2 separate regions of the Sus scrofa genome follow, and region 1 is linked to region 2. A link is a contact called in public HiChIP or PLAC-seq data. All regions are on one chromosome and are shown on one strand. Each heading gives the region's core, a stretch centred on a gene start, on an enhancer-like site or on the middle of the called end of the contact. The rest is flanking DNA. Distances are from core to core; before and after follow the strand shown. Region 1 holds the start of MEOX1 (homeobox protein MOX-1). Region 2 holds the start of DUSP3 (dual specificity protein phosphatase 3).

Region 1 (4,046 bases), core at 460-2,959, 95 kb after region 2:
ACGCCAAATCCTTAACCCACTGAGCAAGGCCAGGGATCAAACCGGCAACCTCATGGTTCCCAGTTGGATTCGTTAACCACTGAGCCACAACGGGAACTCCCAAGCCTAATTCTTACTTTCCCGAAAATAGGAGAGTTGCGAAGGTCAGAGGAGAAATTGTGCGACAGGTAAATCCTGGACGAAGCGGGGAGGTGAGTCTGGTTTGTGGCTATGACCACATCTCCTCTACTAGCTGGCAACACCCTGGCTGCCTGTTCTGGAAGACAGGATGCCGAGGTCATGAAGAGCGTTCGTGCAGCCTCCAGGCTGCAGTGCTGAGACCCATGACTCCTCCTTGGGGAACCCTGTGGATCTCTGGAACCAGCCAAGAGGGATAGCACTCTTCTGGTCCATGCCCATTTCGGCCCCAGTCCTGCAGCTCTGGGCTGTGGAATAGTCAGTAAGAGAAGAGCTCTGACCCCATGTGCTTGGAATGTCATCCTCCAAGAATTTTTTTTTTTTTTTGTCTTTTTCTAGGGCTACGCCCATGTCGTATGTGGGTTCCCAGGCTAGGGGTCGAATCGGAGCTGTAGCTGCCGGCCTACGCCAGAGCCACAGCAACGCTAGATCCAAGCTGCATCTTCAACCTACACCGCAGTTCACGGCAACGCCAGATCCTTGACCCACTGAGCGAGGCCAGGGATTGAACCCTCAACCTCATGGCTCATAGTTGAAATCATTAACCACTGAGCCACGATGGGAACTCCCCCTCCAGGAAATTATATTAACCCTCCAGAGAGACCAGCAGGGCCTGGGGATTGAGTGGACTAATTGGACGGTTGAAATGGCCTTGGGGCCTCCAGGGACGGGCACCAGCCTGGAAGACCATGCAACTGTGTGCCGAAGAGAACTCCTTTGGGAATGAGAATCGCCCTGATTGCTATTTCCATGCCCAGGTTCCATGGAAACCCTGGCCTCTGGGGGTTAGGGGAAGCAGGTGGGTGAAGGTTAGGAGGCCAGAGAGCAGGTGGGGGAGGCCTGGAGGAACTTCAAGGAACTTATCTGACAGTCTTTCCCTTGCCATGGAGAAAAATGACTTGAAACCCCTCTAGAGATGAGTGTGGCGAATTGGCATGTAAGTTGGGGGTTAAAGAGCGGAAGGAAGAATCTGATTGTTTTTTTAAGTTACTGGGAAAGTGAGAATGTCACTTTGGGCCGAGAGAAACCCTTTTTTTTTTTTTTCTTCTAGAGTGTGTCTTTCTACTATAGACGGTAGTGGGCCGCTGAGACTTGCAAAAAAAGCTTTCTTTTAATCCACCTTCCTTTTGCCAAGCAGCAGTAGAAGGGCCTTTAAATCAAATGCAATCAGCAAACTTGTCTCTTGCACTTATTCCCAGCTTCACTCCCTGGAATTTGGCACTTGATGGATGCTGGATCTGACTTAAGGCTTTTTCCAAATCCGAGACTTGGGGAATTTTGTTAACAGTGCAATAAAATAACTTCATAGTGTTATAGGAGGCACATTAAAGAAATTGTGTGTGTGCTGCTCTCTCTCCTTAAAAAAAAAAAAAAAAATACAGACAATGTTTCTTTAAAAGACTCCATCTGCAAATCCCATTAGATGTGCATATAAGGTTTCTGATGATTAATAGTTGCCTGCTCGGGTTTTGGTTGGAGGGGATGGTGTGTGTGCTGGTTAACCCCTCCCTCTCCTCTCTCACATTTCACTTCAGAAATTTGTCACTCTCTCCCCACCGCAGGATTTAAAAGTGTGTCTCAGCAGCCCTGGACCAGCTCTCTGCAGGCGTTTGCTGCAGGCTCCAGGACAAGCGCTCTTTAGCTGGTGCGTCTGGGCTGGGACAGTGAAAATGTTGAGTGTCATCAGCGACACATACACGTACAGGGGACCCCAATAGGCAAGCTGGTGCGTCGGGGGGGCCAGGAAGCCAGGAGTGAAGTCTGATAGAGGTGTGTACACACGTGTGTGGAGCCAGCCACCTGTGTGCGGACCGTAAGGAGCGACTTTAGTTTTGGTGTTTGTTTGGGGTCCTGGGTGGAATTTTTCTGTTGAACATTTTTCTCTTCTGTTTAAAAAAAAAAAAAAAAAAAAATTTTTTTTTTTTTTTGCATTTTTAACAAATTGAGTATAAAGTATACCAATCCAGCCTTTGAAAGGACTGAGACGTGGGGCAGACGACAGATGGATCCAGTGGCCAGCAGCTGCATGAGGGGCCCCCACCCCCCAGCCCCGGTCTGGGGCTGCCTTCGAAACCCCCACTCAGAAGGCAGCGGGGCCTCAGGGCTCCCCCACTACCCGCCGACCCCGTTCTCCTTCCACCAGAAACCAGACTTCACAGCGACAGCGACGACAGCGTACCCTGACTTCTCGGCCTCCTGCCTGGCGGCCACCCCGCACAGCCTGCCCCAGGAGGAGCGCCTCTTCACTGAGCAGCACCCCGCCTTCCCACAACCCCCTGACTGGCCCTTCCCTGTCTCGGAGGCCCGGCGGAGGCTCAACCCAGGCCCGGCGGGGGGCTCCAAGGAGATGGGGGCCCGCAGCCCAGGCCTGGTGGACACCACGGGTGGCCCGGGCGAGGACTACGAGGTCCTTGGGAGCAGTGCCAATGAGACGGAGAAGAAGTCAACCAGACGGAAAAAGGAGAGTTCAGGTAGGTGGCTGGGGAACAGCTGACGTTTCCTTTACTGTGTGATCTCGGGGCGGTTGCTTGCCCTCTCTGAGCCTAGGTGCCCTGACCGTAAATTGGGATCTAACCTAATCAGAGGCGGGGACTAGACCAGTTACCTCGGAGTTTCAGGAGTCTCTGGTGATGGGGGCTATGACTATGTCCCCAGCCTTCCTGGGCCCCAGAAAAATGTGCCAGCGAGAGAATGAAACAGGATCCACATCGAGTTGGAGGGCATGTGGGAGGGAGCCTCTGGGTAGAGGCTGGCAAGGGCCGCAGAGGGGCTTTCCTGCATCTGGGCTGCCTCTGGGTCATGCTTCTCCCCACCACACCCCAGCCAGCTCCAAACAGTCCCAGAGCCCCAGGACTTGCTCCCAGGGGCATCAGCTAAAACCGAGACTTGGAAGGTTAAGATCAAGGCTGGGACCCTGGGCAGCCAAGCAGAACCAGAACTCTGTGTGTCCAGGAGGCAGAGGAGCAGGCACAGGGCGGGGATGCAAGAGGCAAGCACTGAGCTTTGGGGCCGACCACCCAGGAGGTACCACCCTACCCAGCAGGCCAGGCCCAGGCCAAAGGGTCAGCTCAGCCTGCTAAGGTCTGGGTGACCCCCAGGGCAGGCTGCCCCTCTGAGGAGCCCTCCAGAGAGAATCAGGGAGGCAGGCAGCAGAGGGCAAGCACTGGATCTTGGCGTGAAGGTAACGCCCAGCTTGGTGCTGGAGCCCCCGAGGCCAGAGGCTGGAGCTGGGCTGCTTGCTAAGATCCCAGCTAAAGTCCATCTCCTCCCCGTGGTGGGGACCTGTTTTTTCCTCATCTCCCAGTGGGACCCCCCCTAGCCCCCCACCACGGGCTTCTCTCACCTCCTGTTCACCTTTGGCCTGGATCCCTCCCCCATCTCACACAGCACAAGACAGTGCCCTGGCCTCCTGCCCCTTCTGCCCCATTGTGTCTTCCTGACAACTGCTTCGGGGTACATCTGACTGTCTGAACCTACAGAGGACCCTTCTTGGGGCTCACCAGGGGCAGGCTGAAAATGAGAGGAGCAGCCAACCAAAGAAAACATGCTCCGCTTTGCTTTACAAAGCGCTTTCAACGTAGCACAGACTTCCCGAGCATCTTCTCTTTGCCAAGAGGCCCTGGGGTTGCAGAGATGAAAAGGCGGTCTCACTCCCACCTCCAAAGAGCGCAAACGGAGAGGGAGGGGAGGTCAGCAGGTGCCTGTCTGGCAGTGGATGTGCTCTGATTCAGGGGGTTCGAGGTGCTGCAGGAAACATACCATAGCTCTTTTGAGTCCCACAGGTTTTCGAGTTTGATACAGCAGGTCTTATCAGTGACTTGATTCTTTAGGCGTGGAAAAGGAGAAACTTAAAAGTTTGAGGGGAGCAC
Region 2 (3,770 bases), core at 1,144-3,643:
GGAGAACCTGCTCACATTCTATCTAGATGGTGACCCTGATTAAAACATTACGTTTGAATTCTGAACTAATCTAGTTCAGGAATTTTGGTTCAGGTTAATTTCCCAAACTGACATCTTCTGAAGCATTTGGAGCAGAAACAAAGAAATGGTGAGGGCAGGGAAAAATACAATTTAAAGAGATAAATGTCCTTTGAATCCAATGAAAGAGGCTTTCTCCCTAGTCTTTCCAATATGACTAGTTTGGCTATGGGGTGCTGAAGTACTATCCTCCGTCAAGCTTACTTTGGCTTTAAAAAGTTACATGAGAAGTTCCCGATGTGGCGCAGCGGATAATGAATCCGACTAGGAACCATGAGGTTGCAGGTTTGATCCCTGGCCTTGCTCAGTGGGTTAAGGATCTGGCGTTGCCGTGAGCTGTGGTGTGGGTCGCAGACATGGCTTGGATCCCGCGTTGCTGTGGCTCTGGCGTAGGCCAGCAGCTACAGCTCCGATTCGACCCCTAGCCTGGGAACCTTCATATGCCGCGGGTGCGGCCCAAGAAATGGCAAAAAGACAAAAAGACAAAAAAAAGTTACATGAGCATTTCCATCAAGTAAACCCCCTGGTGGCAGATAAATTTTGTCACTGATGCTAATGCCCTCATGCAGATAAAGCCATATCATTGCAAAGCCATGAACTGGTCTGGTTTACCCGCAATACCTCTAAAGTGGGCCCTTCCAGAACCCTAATTGCAGTGTCCAGTTCAAATTGCCCCACGTACCTATTTGTATTCTATTCTTATGGAATACATAGTGGCCAAAGTCCAGTTTCTTCCTGAATGATGTGGTCTGTCTATGATTAGAGACGATTACAGGGTAGGCCAGATAATCCAGGGAACTGTTCATCTTCTCTTCCTAGTCTCACTTCAGAAATAAGGCACCCACGCTCCTCTGTGAGGTACTTAGCTGTCCCCATGACCGGTTGTCATAGTTACTCAGTTATGACATCAGGGACAGGTTCCAGGGAAGAAGGAGGAGCAGTGGAGCATGCCAGGCTGTCCCTGGACTTCTCTTTTGAAAGCTAATGTAGGTTCAAGTCAAGATGAGGGCTGACATTAGAAAGTTTCCCACTTGCCTGGTATGCAGTGCCACCAATAGCAGCAGGAAGAGGTATGGTGTCTGGGAAGGCCAGAAAGGCACTGGGGTGGGGGTGGGGGGATGGAGAAATCTAGCCCTGGTTACGCTTGGACTCTAAGCCAAGTAATCTCCCCGGCAATGGTTTCCCTGAAGGTATGAGCCCACAGCTGTTTGCAGAGGTGAAAGATGAACTTGATGATTTGATTCCATGTCTTCACTTTTGCAGATGAGGCGAAAGTCCAGAGCAACAGCCAAGCTGCTCTAGAACAAGTTAGTGGAAGAACAAGTTCAGGATGTGGGTTTCCTGAATTCTCAGGACCACGGATGTTTTTTGGAGACGTTGGGCTTCGGGTGAGCTGCCATTGGGGGAGGTCAGAGACCTGTCGCTTTTGCTGGTAGTGGGATCTCGTAAATGATGAGTTGCTGACATCGTGTGGCTCATAGTGGGCTGGCAGCTGCTCCAGGAAGGGCTGCAAAGGAGCGGGATGCATCTCCACACCGGCACTGGGCGTAGCACCTAGTAAGTGTCCTATGCAATTGCTGATAAAAACAGGGAGAACACCTCCCCAGTGCTCACTATGTGGAGCCCGGGGGTTTCCTGGAATGCTACATTTAATCTTTCAAACAACCCTAGGAGTTAGGGGCTAAACCCCATTTTTTCAGCAAAAAAAAAAAGTTACATCATTCCCCAGGGCTACCTATGCTTGCTTGCAGAGCCCAAGCTTTAAGTACGATGCCGACTCTCATTGAAGGTTGGAAGAAATGTGCCCCAGAGTTGGGCTTCTCAAACGTTAACCTTCGCAGAGATTTCCAGGGAGGCTTGTAAAATGCTTATTCTCCTTCAGCAGGTCTGAGCTGGGGTGCAGATTCTGCTTTCCTGGCCAGCTCCCGGGTAATACCAGAGCTGCTGGTCTGCAGCCGGCAGTCCGAGCTCCCAAACGGAACCCGTGTGTCCCTGAATTCCTGAAAAACCGAGGGACACTTGGTGTGCCGCGGTCCAGAGGAACTTTTATTGCGCCCCGCATTTCGTCCAGTGGCGGTACCGGACTGCCGCGCCTTAGCGGGGGGTGGAGGTGGGACGAAGACCATCGCCCCTCCCCGAACCCCGGCCGGAGCTCCAGAGCCGCAGCATCTCCGCCCGCGGACGCAGGCCTCGGAGTCTTCCCCCGCGTCCGCCCGGCGCCTGGCGGCGCGCGTACCTCCCAGAAGCGGAACGCGCCTGGCCGCCCGCGCTCCGCCGCTTTCCGCGCCCGGCGGGCCCGCCTCCGGGGCGGGACGGGGCGGGTCCCGGCTCCGGAGCCCCCGCCCAGCTGACCCGGCCGCTCTCCCCTCGCTCGCGGTTGCCCCGGCGTGCAGGGCCCGGCCGCCGCCATGTCGGGCCCGGTGGAGCTCTCGGTGCAGGATCTCAACGACCTGCTCTCGGACGGCAGCGGCTGTTACAGCCTCCCAAGCCAGCCCTGCAACGAGGTCACCCCCAGGATCTACGTGGGCAACGCGTGAGTCGCCGCTCCCGGGTCGCAGCCCCGCCAGCCCCTCCCCGGGGCGCCCCGCCCACCAGAGGGCTGGGGTGGGGGCGTCGGCGGGCGTGGGTGGGGGGAGCCGGGGCGGGGTCCCTCCTCCGGAAGCCGCGGCGGGGGCTGGGCGGGGGCTGAAGTCGCCGCCCACCGCCTCGCTTGGGGCCGAGGGGCCGGACCCCGCCCCGGCCCAGCGCGGTCCTTCCCTTCGCGTGATGCCCGGGGTCGGGGGTGCTCGGCCAGCCCGATGTCCAGTCCGAAGCCCACTCTCCAGGGGCACGGCCCTGGGCGGGGTCGGGGCTACCAGTTTCATTTAACAGGTGGCCCTCTGTCACCCGGCCGGTCTCCGGCCCCGCGTGTCATGTGACAGCTGCCTGGTTCTGCAGTGAGGTCACCGCGGAATGTCTGCCTTTGCTCCCTTGGCAACGGGCTGACGTCACACTTCGGGCGTGGAACTTTCCTGGCCGGGCAGGCCCAGGGCCGGGAATTGAAAGATCCCAAACTCGGGATCCAGGGACCCGGGCCTTGGTTTTCTCGCTTCTCCCCCAGCTTTCCAAATAGGGTGTGATGTACCTGAAGTTCTAGAACAATCCAATGATAAACCCCCTAAGGACCTGAACCATCACTTAGAAAAGGCTGCGGACCTTCTCCCCATCAGGAAGTGCATTTATTATTTATCCCTTAGGAGTTCTTACCAAATTGATTTTTTCATTTTCTCATAGTCAAACTACCAGTAAGAATTTCTGAGCGGCAGGAGGGAACCAGTGTTGCCCGTTCTGAGAGGTGCTGAAATACCAGCCAAAAGGCAAAAATAGATTACCATGCCTGTACAGCCGTGGGAGGGCACGGGTTGGATTTTCCTGAGACTCTGAGAATCCAGTTCCAAGGACTGCCGTACAAATGGGGGTCATCGTGGAGCTAGGGGGTCTGGAAGGCAGTTTCCAGCTTCACGAGGCCGGTGTTATCCATTTAATCATTTACCATATTGAGCCTCCCTGTGTGTTGGGCATTGAACAAGGCTCATTCACAGTAGAGTTACTAGTGTTAATGATAAAGCTGTTGAATGTTGCTGTTGGCTTAGTGTAAGAGAAGGGAGCTGCATGGTAGGGACTCTTCAAAGTTGTTTTAGTGTTTAAAAAAT

Evidence for each region. HiChIP or PLAC-seq counts read pairs in DNA pulled down with a chosen protein or histone mark.
Region 1: a contact with region 2 is called in an H3K27ac HiChIP or PLAC-seq map of skeletal muscle. The contact joins the promoter of MEOX1 here to the promoter of DUSP3 in region 2. A contact is called at or near these places in 1 of 47 Hi-C or Micro-C datasets (epiblast stem cells) and 1 of 2 datasets of contacts at active chromatin or transcription factors (skeletal muscle).

What each region holds. Positions count from the first base shown.
Region 1 is chr12:19,429,688-19,433,733 of Sscrofa11.1, forward strand. MEOX1 (homeobox protein MOX-1) reads left to right here and starts at 1,710. Exons shown (of 2, transcript XM_005668770.3): 1 at 1,710-2,648. The coding sequence starts at 2,180.
Region 2 is chr12:19,333,915-19,337,684 of Sscrofa11.1, forward strand. It overlaps DUSP3 (dual specificity protein phosphatase 3), which reads left to right and starts at 2,394. Exons shown (of 3, transcript XM_003131360.6): 1 at 2,394-2,611. The coding sequence starts at 2,487. It overlaps C12H17orf105, which reads right to left and starts at 2,307. Exons shown (of 6, transcript XM_003131374.6): 1 at 761-2,307. The coding sequence starts at 884.